Regions from separate parts of the Sus scrofa genome. Here region 1 is linked to region 2. The links are chromatin contacts, called in public Hi-C maps. All regions are on one chromosome and are shown on one strand. The core of a region is the stretch at or near the end of the contact, and the rest is flanking DNA. Distances in the headings are between cores, read along the strand shown. Region 1 overlaps GNPTAB (N-acetylglucosamine-1-phosphotransferase subunits alpha/beta). Region 2 overlaps GNPTAB (N-acetylglucosamine-1-phosphotransferase subunits alpha/beta).

Region 1 (3,351 bases), core at 178-2,677, 67 kb before region 2:
CAGAAAAGAAAATCATGGACTTGGAGAAAAGACTTGTGGCCACCCGGGGGGAGAGGGAGGGAGTGGGTTATCGGGAGCTTGGGGTTATCGGATACAACTTGGAATGGATTTACAAGGATATCCTGCTGAGTAGCATTGAGAACTATGTCTAGATGCTTATATTGCAACAGAACAAAAGGTGGGGAAAAAAATGTATACATGTAGGTGTAACTTGGCCCCCATGCTGTACAGAGGGAAAAAAAATAAATTAATTTTAATAAAAGATATCTCAAGCTCGAAAGCTTTCAACAAAAAAGACTTTACTTGGTAAGGCTATAGTCCACAGAAAATTTTTTATGAATTCCAATCTATTACCTTGCAAACGAAACCATTATCAAGTCTTCCCCTGCCCCCCACCCTGCTTGGAGTGGGAAGGGATTCTGGTTTTGCTCTGAATAGAATGATAAAAGCCAAGTTGTTGTATGTATACAGCCATGGTGCCAAAACCCTAAATGACTCCCTTGAATGATCACACCATTGCAACACTTCCTTTTATACTCTGTACGTGGTGGGTGTGCTTACTCATAGACCTGCTTCTTGTTCATTCTTCCAATAAGCACTTCATCAAGCAGCCCCCAGGAGCAGGCCTAGACATGATCACCAGGGTACAAGGTGAGCAGGCAGCACCTGTCCTGAGATGCTCGCAGCCCAGCCTGGATCTCTGGGACAGAACTGGACCCTTGGTGGCTCTGAGGCCACAGGCCTTGGCAAAGACCCCTGGAAGAGCCTAGGAAGGCACAGTGGGGTTCAGCTGTTCAGGTCCTGAAGAGCAATGTCTAACAGGCCTTCCTCCCATGTGCCCCAAAATGAGCTCTGCTTCCTTCCCAAAATCTCACTTTTCCTAAGAACCTCTGAGTGTGGTTGATGCCCCACGTCCATCTTCACTGGTCAGACCTACTTTCCGTTTCATTCTTCCTTCCATCTCCTCCAACATCTAGTCAGTCACCAGGTCATGCTGAGGGTTTCTCTTAGATGGTTCTGGAACCATTCTCATCACTGGCAGCATTGCCAAGGCACTTGTGGAACCTGAATGTCTTGCTGGGCTGTGGCAGCAGTGGCCCAACTGGTTCTCCTGCCTCCAGCTTCTTGTTTAATGTCTACCTGCTACCCCTTGCCCTTTCATGTGGCTTAGAAGCAGATCAGGCCCTCCTCTTCAAGATGCTCTTTGCCTCCAAGAGAAAGTCTAGGCTCCTCCCCAGGGATCTTTCTCAATCTGACCTCAGCCAACTTTCCAGTCTCAGCAGCAGCAAAATCCCCACCTGGGCTCTGGCCTCTAGAGCAGCCGCCTTGGCCCTCTGAAAACACCATTTACTTATTTGTAAGCCCTTGGCCAGCTGCTCAAGCTGTTTCCTCCTCTCAGAAAGGTCTTTCCGACTCCCTTCTCTGCTAGGAGAACAGCTGTTCTATGCAGGGCCCAGCCAAAGTGTGTCCTGTTCTGCAAAGCCTTCCTTGCCTGCAGTACAAGCAAAGCCCAGATATTCCCCCCAGCATTTTGTATAAACACTTATTTGGAACTGATCACACCCAAATATTATCTAAGTGACTTCAGTCCCTCGGTTATGCCTGGTACAGTCCCTGGCACACAGCAGGTGTTTAAACAGTGCCCACTAAACAGCCTGGGAACCCAATGAGAGGAAGCCTCGCTCTCAGGGTGCTTGTAATAGAACTAGGAAGTGAGACTCAAGGAAAGACAGTCCCGTGGAGAACGGGCTTGAATGCTGATGCTCTCCTTCTATTCTTCCTCTTTCTCATTTTCTCTCTAGCTTCCCCAAATCAGAAGTCCTTGTCCCTGAAACCAATTGCAGGTGTTGGCAGTGACAACAAGCTGCCATGAACACTGTGAAGAGCAGGCTAGAACCCCTCCCCCGGGAGGTGCTGGCCTCCACAAAGACAGGTCTGGTGAGTGACCGAGGAGGGGGCGTCCTCGTGTACAGAGCCTGGTGGCCCTACTGCCCAGTTCAAGCTCCTGCCCCACTCGGCCTCTACCGGCACACACTGCTCCACACCGCCCAAAAAACTAGTTTGCCAACGGGGTGACCACGACCTGGACTGGCAACCTTCGACAAGACACGCCTGCCCACTAGCAGGTGTACTGGTCAGCAGCTATAGTGGGCAGAGATGTGGGCTGTTCAAACCTAAGCAGAGTATGGGGAGGTGTTGTGCGTCTTCTTTAAAAACTTATTATAATTGGAATTACATAAAAAAGAATCAAGCATGTCATTTTTTCTGCATAAGGAACTTGAGCTGACAGTCAAAAGTATAGATACAAGTCTGTAATTGTGGAACTAACAGCTAGGAAGCCAAGAAGCCAAATAAACATCAACTGAAATGAACGCTAATCCATGGTTTTATCTACCCAAAGTAGTACTAAAAATAATGCAGGGGAAGGAAGAATATAGTATCTATTTTAAAATAATCGCAGACTGGAGTTCCCGTCATGGCCCAGTGATTAACGAATCTGACTAGGAACCATGAAGTTGTGGGTTCGGTCCCTGCCCTTGCTCAGTGGGTTGAGGATCTGGTGTTGCCGTGAGCTGTGGTGTAGGTTGCAGACGTGGCTCGGATCCTGCGTTGCTGTGGCTCTGGCATGGGCCAGGGGCTACAGCTCCGATTCAATCCCTAGCCTGGGAACCTCCATATGCCGTGGGAGTGACCCAAAGAAATAGCAAAAAAAGACAAAAAAATAAAAATTAAAAATAAATAAAATAATTGCAGATTAAGAAATAACCCTAATCTAGCTGGGAATCATCTTATTTTCAGGTACCATAAGAAAAATAATGGAGGAAAGTATGAAAAATGGAAAAAACCAAAATGTCATTCACATTACCGTGCTATTTATAAAGGTAATACATTGTATCCTAAAACAATAAAACAGGGAGTTCCCTGGTGGTCTAGTGGTTAGGACTTGGCACTGTCACCACTCTGGCCCAGGTTCAAGCCCTGGTGTGGGAATTGAGCTCCCACATCAGGCCACTACATGCTGCAACAAAAAAAAATCTAACAGCGAAACACTTATGGGGAAAACGAAACAAGTGAAAGGGAACTTTGGCAGGCAGATAAAAAAGCACGGGCCAGACCTGAGCTCAAGAACACCCGAGTCACGGCTCTTCCCCACCTCCACCTCCACCCCCACCCTTTTACCTCCCTATTGTTAAATGCCAGCAACGGGGAGAAGGAAGAAACAGGAAGCTTAACATAGTGGCAGAAGGTAATGAACATGTCTTTGTAAAATCAAGAAAACTGGAGCCTAACAAATGCCAAGGGAAGAACTTTATGCCCTCTGTCCTGAGAGAAAAAAACACTCACACGTTA
Region 2 (3,448 bases), core at 637-3,136:
ATAGAATCTAAACAAAGAGCTTTAGCTAATTAAGCAAAATTGAAGTAACTCCTGATATGTCCATATTTATCTGAGTCCTTGCTTTACTCAAGGTAAAAAGATAAAATGTTCACATTATGAAATGCTTGCACTTTAGGTTTGAAAATCTTGCTTATTGTCAGGACACATACTTTGATTTTGTCCCTTGCTTTCTTTCTGGATATATAGTGTGTGTTCATAAAACACAGGTCTAGTGTAAGTGACCTCATATAAAACAAAATTACTAAGAAATTTCAGGAGTTCCTGTCATGGCTCAGTGGTTAACAAATCCGACTAGGAACCATGAGGTTGCAGGTTCGATCCCTGGCCTTGCTCAGTGGGTTAAGGATCCAGTATTGCCGTGAGCTGTGGTGTAGTTTGCAGATGTGGCTCTGGCGTAGGCTGGTGGCTACAGTTCCGATTTGACCCCTAGCCTGGGAACCTCCATATGCTGCGGGAGCGGCCCAAGAAATGGCAAAAAGACAAAAAAAAAAAGAAAGAAATTTCATTGCTTCTGGTAGAATTCCAAAAGCCAAAACATACCATGGCCCACTGTTTATTTCTGTGTGTGTGAATGCAAATATATCATGTATATATAAACAATAGTTTATAGTTTTCCCATAAGTGTGACCATGCTTCATTCCATTTACTTGATTTTTGCTGGTGGGGTTTTTTGTGTATCTCATCTATAGAACAGAGGCATCATAAAGGCAAAAGACTTGCTCATCTTATTCTTAACTATATCCCTACCTTTAACATTGCCTTGCCTATAGCAGCCAATTGATAAAATTTATTAGGTGAATGTATATATTTTGCACTGATAAAAGTACCAAGTACACAGAGTTCCCATTGTGGCTCAAAGGGTTAAGAACCCAACTGGACCCATGAGGATGTGGGTTCGATCCCTGGCCTCACTCAGTGGTTAAGGATCCAGCATTGCCACAAGCTGTGGTGAAGATCACAGATGAAGCTTGGACTCTGCATTGCTGTGACTGTGGTGTAAGCCAGCAGCTGCAGTTCTGATTCAACCCCTAGCCTGGGAATGTCCATATGCCACAGGTGAGGCCCTAAAAAGGAAAAAAAAAAGTACAAAGTACAAGTACATGCTTGGAATTACTGAATTTTTTTTAATGTCTTTTTGTCTTTTTAGGGCCACGCCCACGGCATATGGAGGTTCCCAGGCTAGGGGTCAAATCAGAGCCACAGATGCTGGCCTACACCACAGCTCACAACAACGCTGGATCCTTAACCCACTGAGCAAGCCAGGGATCCAACCCAAAACCTCACAGTGCCTAGTCGGATTCGTTTCTGCTGTGCTACGACAGAACTCCCAAAGTTTTGTTGAATTGACTTTTTTTGTGTGCCTTTTTTGGCCATGCCCACAGCACATAGAAGTTCCCAGGCCAGGAATCCAACCTGTGCCACTGCAGTGACAATGTAGGATCCTTAACCCTCTGTGTCACCAGGGAACTCCTTTCTGTGGCTTTATATTTCTTTGCTTTGTGCCTTTATCTTTGTAATTTCGTTTGCTCTTATTCTCTGAATTTACTCTGTTGCTCTTGAACTAGTTTCTCAAATTTGATAAGTAGCTCAATTTTTTCAGTGTTTATTGTTTTTCATTAATGTTCCAAAACTTTAAGCATCCCTCTAAGTGCTAATGTTATTGCATCCCTAGGGTAAGATAGACACTGGACTCTCTGGGTGTGCACGGCTGGGACAGAGCATCACCAATGTCCTCACACATTGGTACATTAAGCTACCATGCAGCATGTGGGGAAAAAAGCAAAAACCACACACTGGAGTCAGGAAGCGCCCCCTTCCTCCTGCAATATCCCTTCAGCGCCCTCTACTGGCAAAGTTTAGCATTAGACTCGCTGCAAAGGAAAAATGCTTGAGTCCAAGTCCATTATCACAGAGCCCGGTTCTGAAGGGGTGACTTTGGAGCTGAGAAGCAGCAACTCATAGCTGGTATCCCTAAAATTAGGTGTGATTTAGATTCTCCTCATCAGATGAATTCACAGAAGGTCTTAATCTAAGAGTGATATGGGGTGAGAAGCCCGGGAAAGGGCACATGTTTTTTTGCTAGTGAGTTGGTGCCTATGTGCCAGTGGTTCTGAGGCCAGCAGTGCTGGAAGCAGCTTCCTGCCTCTGCTCTTCCCCCGACCTCATCAGAATCCACAGCTCCACTGGAGCTCAGTTCAACCGAGGTTTTGGGAACACATCCTACAAATTCAACCTAAAGTCTCTTTGTTCAGCTCTCATAATGGTTTATGGATGAACTAACTGAATCCCTTTCTTTTTAAATCAATGCGTGGGAGTTCCTGTCACGGCTCAGCAGAAATGAATCTGACTAGCATCCATGAGGACGCAAGTTCGATCCCTGGCCTTGCTCAGGGGGTTAAGGTTCCAGAATCACCATGAGCTCTGGTATAGGTCAGACATGGCTCGGATCTGGTGCAGTTGTGGCTGTGACATAGGCCGGCAGCTGTAGCTCTGATTCCACCCTAGCCTGTGAACCTCCATATGGCACAGGAGCAGCCCTAAAAAAAAAGACAAAAATAAAAATAAAGTAAATCAAGGAGTGGATTCTTCAGTCTACAAATTATTAATCTAACCCAAAGAAAAAGAATGGATTTTACATGATATTGACACGTTGGAATTCATTGAGGCTTCCTTTGCCGCCTAGTACGTGGTCAAGCTTAGTGAAAATTTCAGGTTTGCTCAAAAAGAATGTATGCTCCCTTTCTCCTCTCCCCCTCACTCTCTCTCTCCCTGGCTCTTAATTACTTTCCCATTTACATTTTCACGAGTCATCCATTTAACTACAGGTTCCAACAATTTCCCAGGATCAATATCAAGCCCACCATGATATACTTTGCTGAACCCACGTGTTTGCAAAAGCTAATTCCTGTTCTACTGTTTGAAAGTTGTATCGATTTCCTGATTCCCACACCTTTGGCATTTCTGATCTCCATAATTTTATTAGTTTTTAGTTTTCTGCTTCTTAGAGCCAAATTAGTGAGCACTCAACATATGTATGTGAGTATTCAAAAATTCTGATTATCTAACTCGTTGCAATATTAAGTGCAAAATGCCTTCAGAAGACTGTCAGAGGTACTCTGTTTTTTTTTTTAATTTTGTGGTCACATATGCAACATATGGAAGTTCCCAGCAGGGATCAAATCCAAGCTGCAGCTGTGACCTATGCCAAAACTTTGGCAATGCCAGGTCCTTAACCCACTGCACCACATCAGGGATTGAAGTGGCAATGCCACAGAGAGAAGACAGATCATTAACCCACTGTGCCTCAGTGGGAACTCCACACTCTGATATTTGGCTACAAAGCTTCAGCAATGCTTTAAATTTATTATGGTCACTGCAACCAATACTAAGGAAACAGGGTAAATCCATGTGATGCCAACTATATAGT

The links. Hi-C and Micro-C count contacts between places; a contact is called where the count stands out from the background.
Region 1: a Hi-C map of alveolar macrophages shows a contact between it and region 2, with 2.2 times the contacts expected there. A contact is called at or near these places in 2 of 5 promoter capture datasets (fetal liver and liver), 30 of 47 Hi-C or Micro-C datasets (adipocytes, alveolar macrophages, blood and 17 more) and 2 of 2 datasets of targeted methods (alveolar macrophages and skeletal muscle).

The regions. Positions count from the first base shown.
Region 1 is chr5:82,422,912-82,426,262 of Sscrofa11.1, reverse strand. The region is part of intron 14 of GNPTAB (N-acetylglucosamine-1-phosphotransferase subunits alpha/beta); the gene reads right to left. Among named protein-coding and RNA genes, the nearest start is that of SYCP3, 68 kb to the left of the region's middle.
Region 2 is chr5:82,356,234-82,359,681 of Sscrofa11.1, reverse strand. The region is part of intron 8 of GNPTAB (N-acetylglucosamine-1-phosphotransferase subunits alpha/beta); the gene reads right to left. Among named protein-coding and RNA genes, the nearest start is that of DRAM1, 32 kb to the right of the region's middle.